Linked DNA regions of Bombyx mori: region 2 is linked to region 1. A link is a contact called in public Hi-C data. All regions are on one chromosome and are shown on one strand. Each heading gives the region's core, a stretch centred on a gene start, on an enhancer-like site or on the middle of the called end of the contact. The rest is flanking DNA. Distances are from core to core; before and after follow the strand shown. Region 1 overlaps LOC101737550 (serine/threonine-protein kinase NLK). Region 2 holds the start of LOC101737550 (serine/threonine-protein kinase NLK).

Region 1 (5,028 bases), core at 592-3,091:
CGTGCCGCGTGCGCGGCGATATCCGCACAAGGGCCTAGGCCGGTCTGGAGATGGGAGATATCCCGGTTTGCGTAGTGTGCCGCCGAACTGGCAATATTTCTTGCGAACGTGCCATCGTGCCTTCCCCGGGCAGCACTAGCGCCCGCCTACACTGAAATATGATTTTGATTATGAAATATTAGGGTCGGATTCCCCGGCTCCGTTTTCAATGATTAATACACGCGCGTAACATTGCTGAAACAAAATTTCCTATTGTGATCCCCAATAATTTTATAGTTTGCGGTGTGATGGTAAGGTACTGTAGTCTCGTTCGAATTTTTATGATCGTCCTGGTAAGTAATCTACGTTCTGGTTTAGGGGGCAGCATAAAGGTTCTAATGCAATTGAGCCTCGACCTCGTTTGATATCTATAGGCACCTTTAAATACCAGGTCGATCGAAGCTTGTATAACTTGATAGTATAGCTTTGTATAACAATACCCATCAGTAAAAATTACCTAAATGTCGGGGCAAAGATGAATCACGTCATGCTAAAGTAATAAAATCGAATTTTTTTAATATTGTCTAGCAGGTGCGCGTAGGAGACGGTCAGAACAGCAGGTGTATCCTGCCCCACACTACGTCATGCTTCGTTTATTATGTGTTTGTGGGTAACATTACTTAAACACGACCTAAGTTTGATATTAGAAAAAATAATTATATCTTTTAGACATTTCGTAATTCATTGGTAATTGGATTTCGTATGTATCAGTGTAATAGCAGGTATAAACATACAATATGCAAATGTGATGTTCGCGGCACCGTCCCATCACGGTCGGTGCTTCGGTGTGATGAGAACGATATGGTAACAAGCCAACGACCATCTGACACGGATCGTTAATTTTAAATTTTACTCTTTCGTTTCTTCATCGTGATAGGACCGGTGTGCTTAGTGCGAGTTTTTTAACGTACTCGATAGCGTAAAAGTTAACTCAAGTTTGTATGCAGTTGGAACAGCGCCCCTAGCGGCAAACGTAGACAAACGTATCATTTTTAAATAAACTATTCATGTTTTGGTAACTATATACCATTTATTTTCAAGCAAATATTTGATCAATCAAGAATAACACGAAAATGAGCAAAACAATTCGAAATCTATCCGAGAGGGATTATGACGTCAGCATTGCGATATTGGCCTACTGAGATACGCGCTTGTGTTGGCGTTATGTGCCAACATATTGGTCGGTGATAACAAGAAGCTGTTGACCCTGTTCGTTAACCAGTACTTATTCAGGATTAACCGACGACCGGTAATCGTGCCGGCCGTGACCAGTTTTAATGGCAAATTCGTATGTTTACGAATATGATCTATAATATCAACTGTGCTAAAGGATTTATTTTGTGCGCACACGCGGTCATCGTGAAAGACGATAAATACGCCGTCAAAAGAAATGATAAATGATAGCGGATGATTTCAAGTTCATTACGAGGTCATCTATAGTTTCGTCGATATGATTTGATATGTATTTAAAACAAAAACACGATTCAATAATCGGGTATGAAATGTACATAATACATATGTACCTATATTGAAAAACAAAAAAAAATACGAAAGATTTTGAGAATGTTGAGTTGTACTTTCTGTTTTTTAAAAACATACAATCGCCCGGTTAGTTATCAGTGATCACTAACCCTATTAAAAATTTTAAAGCGTCGGAAATGTAAAACGAACAAACGGGAGATTAAATCGTAAAATTGTTTTTACTTAAGTAAAGTTGATATGTGAAACTGAGGCGTATGACCGTCTGTCTGCATTACGATAGAGTTAATGCCGTTTGATAAATGCGGCTTGTAGTCTCGGTGACTGGTAGTTGTTGATATAACGATAGTGGGGCGTCGGACAAGCGTGGGAGCTTTACTATGATTTGTTTACACCGCAGCGAGTCGCACGATCAGCTGAGCGCGTGACGTAGACTCACTCGCGTCATTTGCTGACGTTTCGAACTGTATATGCAGACAATCTATGATCTGTTGTAGCCGGCACACATTGAGTTTGCGACTGGGTCGAGTTTTTGATGTTTCGTGTTCGGGTACTACTAAGGTACTTTTTTCAAACGAAATAATAGTGTAGACAGAGAACCTGTTTCGCATTTGTCCTGAAGGAAACATTACAAATCAACACATATCCTCCCGATCCATTAACAGTACTTTTAGGTACCACAAGTCACCGTCCTCGTCGAACCCGTAGCTTGCGACGAAGGGCTCGACGTGCGAATTAACCCATAGACACAGCCGACTGAGTTTCTCGCCGGATCTTCTCAGTGGGTCGCGTTTCCGATCCGGTGGTAGATTCTGCGAAGCACTGCTCTTGCTAGGGCCAGTGTTAGCAACACTCCGGTTTGAATCTGAAGTAGCCTCTCAAGGCTATCAGCATAGCTATGAAAAAAAAAAACAAATCATCGACCATATTGCCATACTATAAATAATACATTCATAAATACTGCAATTTACTTTCAGTAGAATCTTGAATTACCTAAGCGAAACCGAGTCAGGCCGGCAGTTATTGATTTAAAGAAGTCTTCAAACATGTAAAGTTTTATCAAAAGAAAATTGACAATGCTACGTGACATAATCAAAAGATCCCATAGCTTTTAATGACAGCAGAAGTCCTCCGTCGATCGATACTAAATCATAACTACATAATACCTATATTATATTACATAGTATACACTAGTGAGTCTAGGTAATGCACACTCAGGACTCGCCTCTCAAGTACACTTCTCAACATTATACCATTTAACGTAATTGAGTATCCGCCTTGAATCCGATATCATGCTTGAATGTCAACATTGTCCTACGATATTTCATAATAAAATATAGATTTTAGCGAATACTTCAATGTATTAAAAGGTTAGGCGTTTGTTGGCACGTGGTTTAGAAGTTTGAAGGAATTTTTTTTATTGCCGTATAGGGAGACGAGCATACGGCCCACCTGATGATGGAGTTTACGTCGAGTTACCGTCGCTCATGGACATCAGCAATGCCAGGGGTAGAGGCAAACCGCTGCTTACCGTAAAAGGAAGGAAAGACTTGGATAAGCGTATCCAAGTCCTTCCTAGTGAGCACACTGCAGTAGTATTATTATCTATACATATAAATAAAATTGGAGTGTCTGTTTCTCATATTGAAATAACCGCTTTTTACTACATGCATATGACATTTCTTTTAAATTTTTGATAAAATAACATTTTTAAAAAAATTTGTTTGTCTGTCTGTTTGTTCCGGCTAATCTTTAGAATGGGTGGACCGATTTTGACGAGACTTTCACTGATAGATAGCTGATGATATAAGTACTTAGTTACTTAGGCTAATATAAGGAGTAACACATTTTTAGACAGGCTAATATAAGGAGTAACACATTTTTAGACTAGATTCGCCCCGCGGCTTCACACGCGTTACGACAATAACCGCGGGTAGCACCGTGGGACTCGGCTATCAATAATTAAATTTAACGTTTCCGAAGCGAAGCGAGGGCGGGTCGCTAGATTCCAAATATAAAATTCAGCCATACTGAATATTAATGTAAATTTAAAACACACATACCAGTACTTAAATGTTTTACGATAATTAAAATGTGACAGAGGATATTCTATTCAAGTATTCATGTTGAGTGTTTGATTCTGTTGGGACGTGAATCGAAACAGTAGAAACTTTATTCAAGACTTAAATTTTCTTTATTAGGTTTAATTAACAAACAGATTTCTATATAGTACATGAGTAATGCGAGTTGGTGTCGTCATGCGACTGACGTATGCAGTAATTATCAATTTGAACCAAACAACACTATGTAAGCACGGTTAATGATCATCGCCTATCTTAACAGTTTCTAATGGTGGGTAGGGCCTGTTGTGAGGCCACATGGGTAGATGCTAACAACACCTAGCCTATTTATGCCGAGAAGCAGTAATGCATTTCGGTTTGTTGGGTGGTTTGTTGATGTCTGGTAACCACTGAAAACCAAGTGGGCTCGTCCACTCCACCTATGCAATGAAAAAAATATACAAACCTATCTTCACGCTTTTATATAAATAAAAATAATTGTATGATTTACAAATTGAACCCTGCATAACGCGGTATTAGGTTTTTAATTCTTAAATAAATAAATAATTCTCATTATTCCGGCATTATGAAGTTTTGTGACCCTCTGGGCCATAAATTGTCTTTGCAAAAATCATCTCGATCGATTTTCCGTTGCTTCGTGAAAGAAGGCAAACTGAAAGCTATTTTTTATACTTAAAATTTAATTAGAACAACCCTCTTTAAGGTAAAATCTGATTTTTGTAAGATTTTTGTTTGAAATTACATTAATTTCATCTTCTTAATATAATGTAAAATAAAACGTATGTATTGCATAGTATGAAGTTCATACTAACGAGAGATATTACTTAAAGTTTTTTAGATCAGTAAAGTCTATTTAATTTGGGATACGTGGCGTGTAGAAAAAGGCGAAATATGCCCTAACGCCTGTTAATGAATCACTTCTTATACATATTAACATATACTCATGAGATTTATTAAAACCACTATAACGGGTTAATAACGCATTCATTACTTGACCATTTCCAATTATTTGAATGACATGTCGCGAAAACTTCAGAAATCCTTCCTTCCACTTTTGTAGTCCCTAGGGTGGTTCTGTGTCGTATGAAACCTTTTCTGTCCTAAGTATCTATCTAAATCCTAATCTTCAGTCATAAATCCAGAGGATGAAGTCATCGTGGTCTAAAGGATAAGACGCCTGGTGTACCCGTATCGAGCGATGTTACAGTGCCGGTGTTCGAATCCCGCAAGCAGGCACTAATTTTTCTAATGAAATACGCACGCAATGACATGTTCACGACTGATTTCCACGATCAAAGAATTAGGTCGTCTAAAATAACATAATAAGCGTTTTTTTTTTTTTTTAGTGCTTAGATGGGTGGACGAGCTCACAGCCCAGCTGGTGTTAAGTGGGTACTGGAGCCCATTGACATCCACAACGTAAATGCGC
Region 2 (4,474 bases), core at 71-2,570, 51 kb before region 1:
ACCGAACCGACCGAGTTGTAAACTACACCGATGAGCCCTATGTCGACTCATCACGATGATAGCGACTCGGGTGATGAAAACATTGATGATGATGCTGGTTAAGATTATGATAACGAAAAAAAAATTACAAATACCAACTTCGCTTCAACTGAACCAAGACCTGGCAACAGCTCTAGTTTTGACTTAATAGAAGGAATATCTATTTTACCCCAAGATTAAATTATTACAATTATTAACCTATATTAAATACATAATGTGTTGATTTTAATAATTTAATAGCATTATGACGCAGAGTAAATATTGTTTCTGCACGTGAGTGTACCATGCGCGAACTTACCCCCACTACGTCGACAAATGCTCAAGAAGTTTGCCGGCTATTATACATATAAAATACTATACAATCGCATAGATAGTAAATAGAAAGTTAGCATTTATTCAATATCTATTTAAGACTAGCTGACCCGGCAAAATTCGTAGTGCCTCAACCGATAAATAAAAGGCCTAAGCTTTTGTATAAAATAAACTTAAAACAAACAAAAGGAATCGTCCGACGGGGGACACATCGAAGGGAAATTGTTATTTTTATTTAATTCCGAACATTTTAAACCTTCCCTGGACTTCCACAAATAATTCAACACCAAAATTAGCCAAATCGGTCCAGCCGTTCTCGAGTTTTAGCGAGACAACGAACAGCAATTCATTTTTATATATAGAGATAGAAGACAGATAATAGATATAGATTTTAATTAAATTTAAATATTATGAATTTAAAGTCCATTTTTGGCTTTATTTACGAATACTAGTAGAGCCTACTCGTTGAAATTCTGATACACTGATAGATCGTAATAAATTACATAAAAAGATCTAAATCATAGGCATAATAAAGTCGGAAATGCGTTATCGGAATCTTACAAATTGTATTTAAATTTTTTGTTATGGATGCCTACATTTATTATATAAGATTCGATAATTTGATCTAAAAATTATAGACAACAAAATAAACACGCAGATCCTTGTAAAATAATTTTTTTGCTTAACTAATTTAAGAAAATAAATCTGAGTAGAGTCGAACAACAATAAAGTGCACATAATTTTAAGATCACGAAATGTAATCATATTTTCCTCAGTAGTGAAAAAATGGTACCACTTTTTAAGTGATCGTTACTACAATGCTCTCATAAATAGTCTAGTAGTGATTTAACAATATATAACTTTACATCTAATTATGGTCATTCAAGCCCAGCTGTTCTTGACATCGGCGCCATGTTCTTTTGCTGTCTCGCTCACGCATCATTACTGCCGGTCTTTCCGCCCCCCACCTCATTTTCAGTTTCGCTCAATCGGCGTGGCGTGTAGACGTTGGTTAGGTTAACTGTAATCCGTAATTCACGGTATCTTTCTTTGTCCAGAAAGAAGTAAGAGCCAGACTCATCAGTTAATCTTTATCAAATTCAAACGAACACGTAAAAGTAACTGGTGAATTAAAAAAGTGTTTCTGAATTCCACGAGTGTTGTTTAGTGATCCCTGCAGAGTCGTTCGAGCATGAATAATAAAAAAGTAAGCAGTGATATTTCCGCGTTTCCCTCGGGAGTCAAGTTCTGGTGATAGAGTTAAAGTCGAGGCAGTGGTTCGCCTGATGAGTCTGCGGTGACACCTCGCCGCTGAGCGGTTGGATGGCGGCAGTTAGCGGTCCCGCGCGGCACTCTCGCGTTTCCATGAGTGTGTCGATGTCCCTGATGCAGGGCAGTACGCAGAGTGCGCCCCAGGGCGCCATCCTGGCGGCAGCGGCGCCCTACTATCAATCGCCGGCTATTCCGACTGATGTTCAGCCTGACCGGCCCATCGGCTATGGTGCCTTCGGCGTTGTATGGTTAGTACTAGTTTGTTTATAAATTTACTTTCAGTTGACATATCACGAGAATACAAATAATACTTACTATAATAAACATCGTTAATTTATCAAGAAAATTCTCTATTAATTTCAAGTTTTTATCTTCAAAAAAGTTTGGTCGCATATTCTGCTGATAGGTAGGTACATACAACATAAACATTTCCTGTGCTTATATAATATTGAGATTTTTCAATATGTATTCTCGAAACTAAATTAATTCTCAGGCTAAATTTAATTTGGAAACTTTAAAAAAATCGTGTATGAGTTAAGCCCATTTTTAGTAAATAAAAACGGAAACAAAAAAGCAGCTTCGGCTTCATTTATAGCCTAATAAACCTTATTGTTTGATAATAAACAACTTTAAAATAACAAAACGTATTAGCTAGAGATCCAGTATATTATGCGTAAACGAATCTCTTTCCAAATGTTGACTTTTCCTATCAATAATCATGGTTCTTTATTATGATAAACTATTTTTGATTGAAGTTAAAAATAAATTTATATGATTCAAAACTATTCTCTTCATATCGCTACTTACTTATTTATAAAGCAATCGTGTTATATAGATGAACAAAACAATTAAAACAGAGCCTAATAATATTGTATATTTACAATTAAATAAAAAAAATTTCTAAGATTAAGTATTAAGTTATTTACACAAAACACAACAAACCTTACATATTGAAGTAGTCACAAATAAGTAAAATATATTTTTTACATTTCTGTAAAATTTATAGATCAACAATTAATACAAATTATTACATACTCATTACACAAAAAATATTTATATACCATTTGCTTTTCAAATTTGTGATTTATTAAAAATACACGAAGCAAAAAAGTTAAGTTCCTTTGTTTAATCACTCAGAGAATTTTCAGAAAAATAATAATCGTGTAAGGTCAAATTCAAGATGTAAAAAGTAAATGTTCTCTAAGCATTTATTACCGGTCGCCCCACAGCGTCATCCGAGCACCCGCTTTTACAGCCTCGGAACACGAACTGCTCGTTAATACCAGAGAAAGCTCCGATTCCATTTTACCATCTCTTTTATGGTATTATTCCAACATTTCTAACAATGGATATCGTTTTTATAGTAAAAGCTTTTGCACTTACGATAAAGTGCAGAAACTAAGTCAAGAGATAATATTATTTCGGAAAAGTTTTTAAAGTTAACATCCCAGCCTAGTAAGTATGCGTCGGTCGACTTTTGTAAACACGTGGTGTTAAGTTCTTCAAAACAAACTGAATTCAATTTAGACTAATGGCAATAAGAACTATTTTCAATATTCACAATCGCGGTCCTCGTCGATGCACATCGCGTTCGCAGGTTTTTCTTTCGTTACAGTTAATATTGCACCTTATTGCTGTGTAGTTACGATATTTTTCAGTTAAATATAACTGTTAACGGATGCGGTGAATCGTGCCATGCAGCTGCGTACGAAAGTGCTTCTTAAACGTATGAGAATAGAGATGAAAATGTTATCTGTAGGGTTGGTTCATGGTCTTCAAACGTACAATAGGGGCTAGGTACGGACGGGCGTTTTATGTCGACTTGCGTTGCGTAGGTAGGGTCCTGATGGCGCTTGCCTCGTCGATTGTGTGTGAACGACCGCGATGAGGGGAAGCGCGCCTGATTATTTCGAGACCACGTCGATCGCTGACTGCGAACCCTAAAACACTGTCTGCCCCGTTCTAGCACTCCATTCCCGTCCGTTGAATACAAATGAGGATTTCTTTAATCTCAACTGAAGTTACCCGGATCTCGAGAGACGACTTTTGAAATTTTTTTCCAACCGAAACTATTTTTTTCTCCTTGGATATTATAATGATGATGACATTTAAATTTACATTATATTTGTATGAGTAAAATTGAGGTTTCTTCAATGTGCTTCAAACTCTCCCTTGTTTGTAATCGCATAGCGTGAAATGAGTTAAGTAATCAGTAACGTAGCGAAACGTCCATTGTTATTAGTGATATTGCAAAAGTGTTTTTCAGATATATGTGACGAGCTATTTATAAACTGACTAATATTACGATCTATATACAAATAAATATAGCACGTCAGTCCCTGAAAAATTCCTCAAAAATAAATTTTTAAGACCTGTTATACAGTATTAAGTCCACGTCTCAGGTGCACTAACTGTAAATATATCCTGAAACGGTTAGTAGGTGCAATAAATTTTACATCACTTCAGGCTTATTATGTGCCGGTTGTGTTTTCTTTGTACTCCTTAGTCAGTTACCTACAAAATCACAGTCGAACAAATATTTTGTACGATCCAAATACCGTTATAACTCTATAATTTTTCATTTTTCGTTTGATATAAGAAAGAATTTTCTGAAATAACGAAAATACCCAGATCCAGATCCCAGATCAAGTAGGCAGCGGATTGGCTCTGCCCCTAGCATTGCTGAAGTCCATGGGCGACGGTATGCTCGTCTGCCTACAAGGACAAAAAAATAATAATAATAAAATCCCTGCTCTTAGATATCCAGGAAATCTTATGTGTAAACAAAAACTTATCAGCATTTAGTATCCAACCTCTTTACTGGTACTTCAGTCTATAAAACTTCTTAACA

What was found. A called contact is a pair of places that touch in the nucleus more often than the background predicts.
Region 2: a Hi-C map of whole pupa shows a contact between it and region 1, with 2.0 times the contacts expected there. The contact joins the promoter of LOC101737550 here to the enhancer-like site in region 1. A contact is called at or near these places in 2 of 7 Hi-C or Micro-C datasets (both in whole pupa).

What each region holds. Positions count from the first base shown.
Region 1 is chr10:3,829,709-3,834,736 of ASM3026992v2, reverse strand. The region is part of intron 1 of LOC101737550 (serine/threonine-protein kinase NLK); the gene reads left to right. Among protein-coding and RNA genes, the nearest start is that of LOC101737550, 52 kb to the left of the region's middle. Within about 2 kb of position 1,841, at least 8 of the 8 cell types and tissues checked have open chromatin away from gene starts, as enhancers often do.
Region 2 is chr10:3,881,059-3,885,532 of ASM3026992v2, reverse strand. LOC101737550 (serine/threonine-protein kinase NLK) reads left to right here and starts at 1,320. Exons shown (of 10, transcript XM_038013338.2): 1 at 1,320-1,871. The coding sequence starts at 1,675.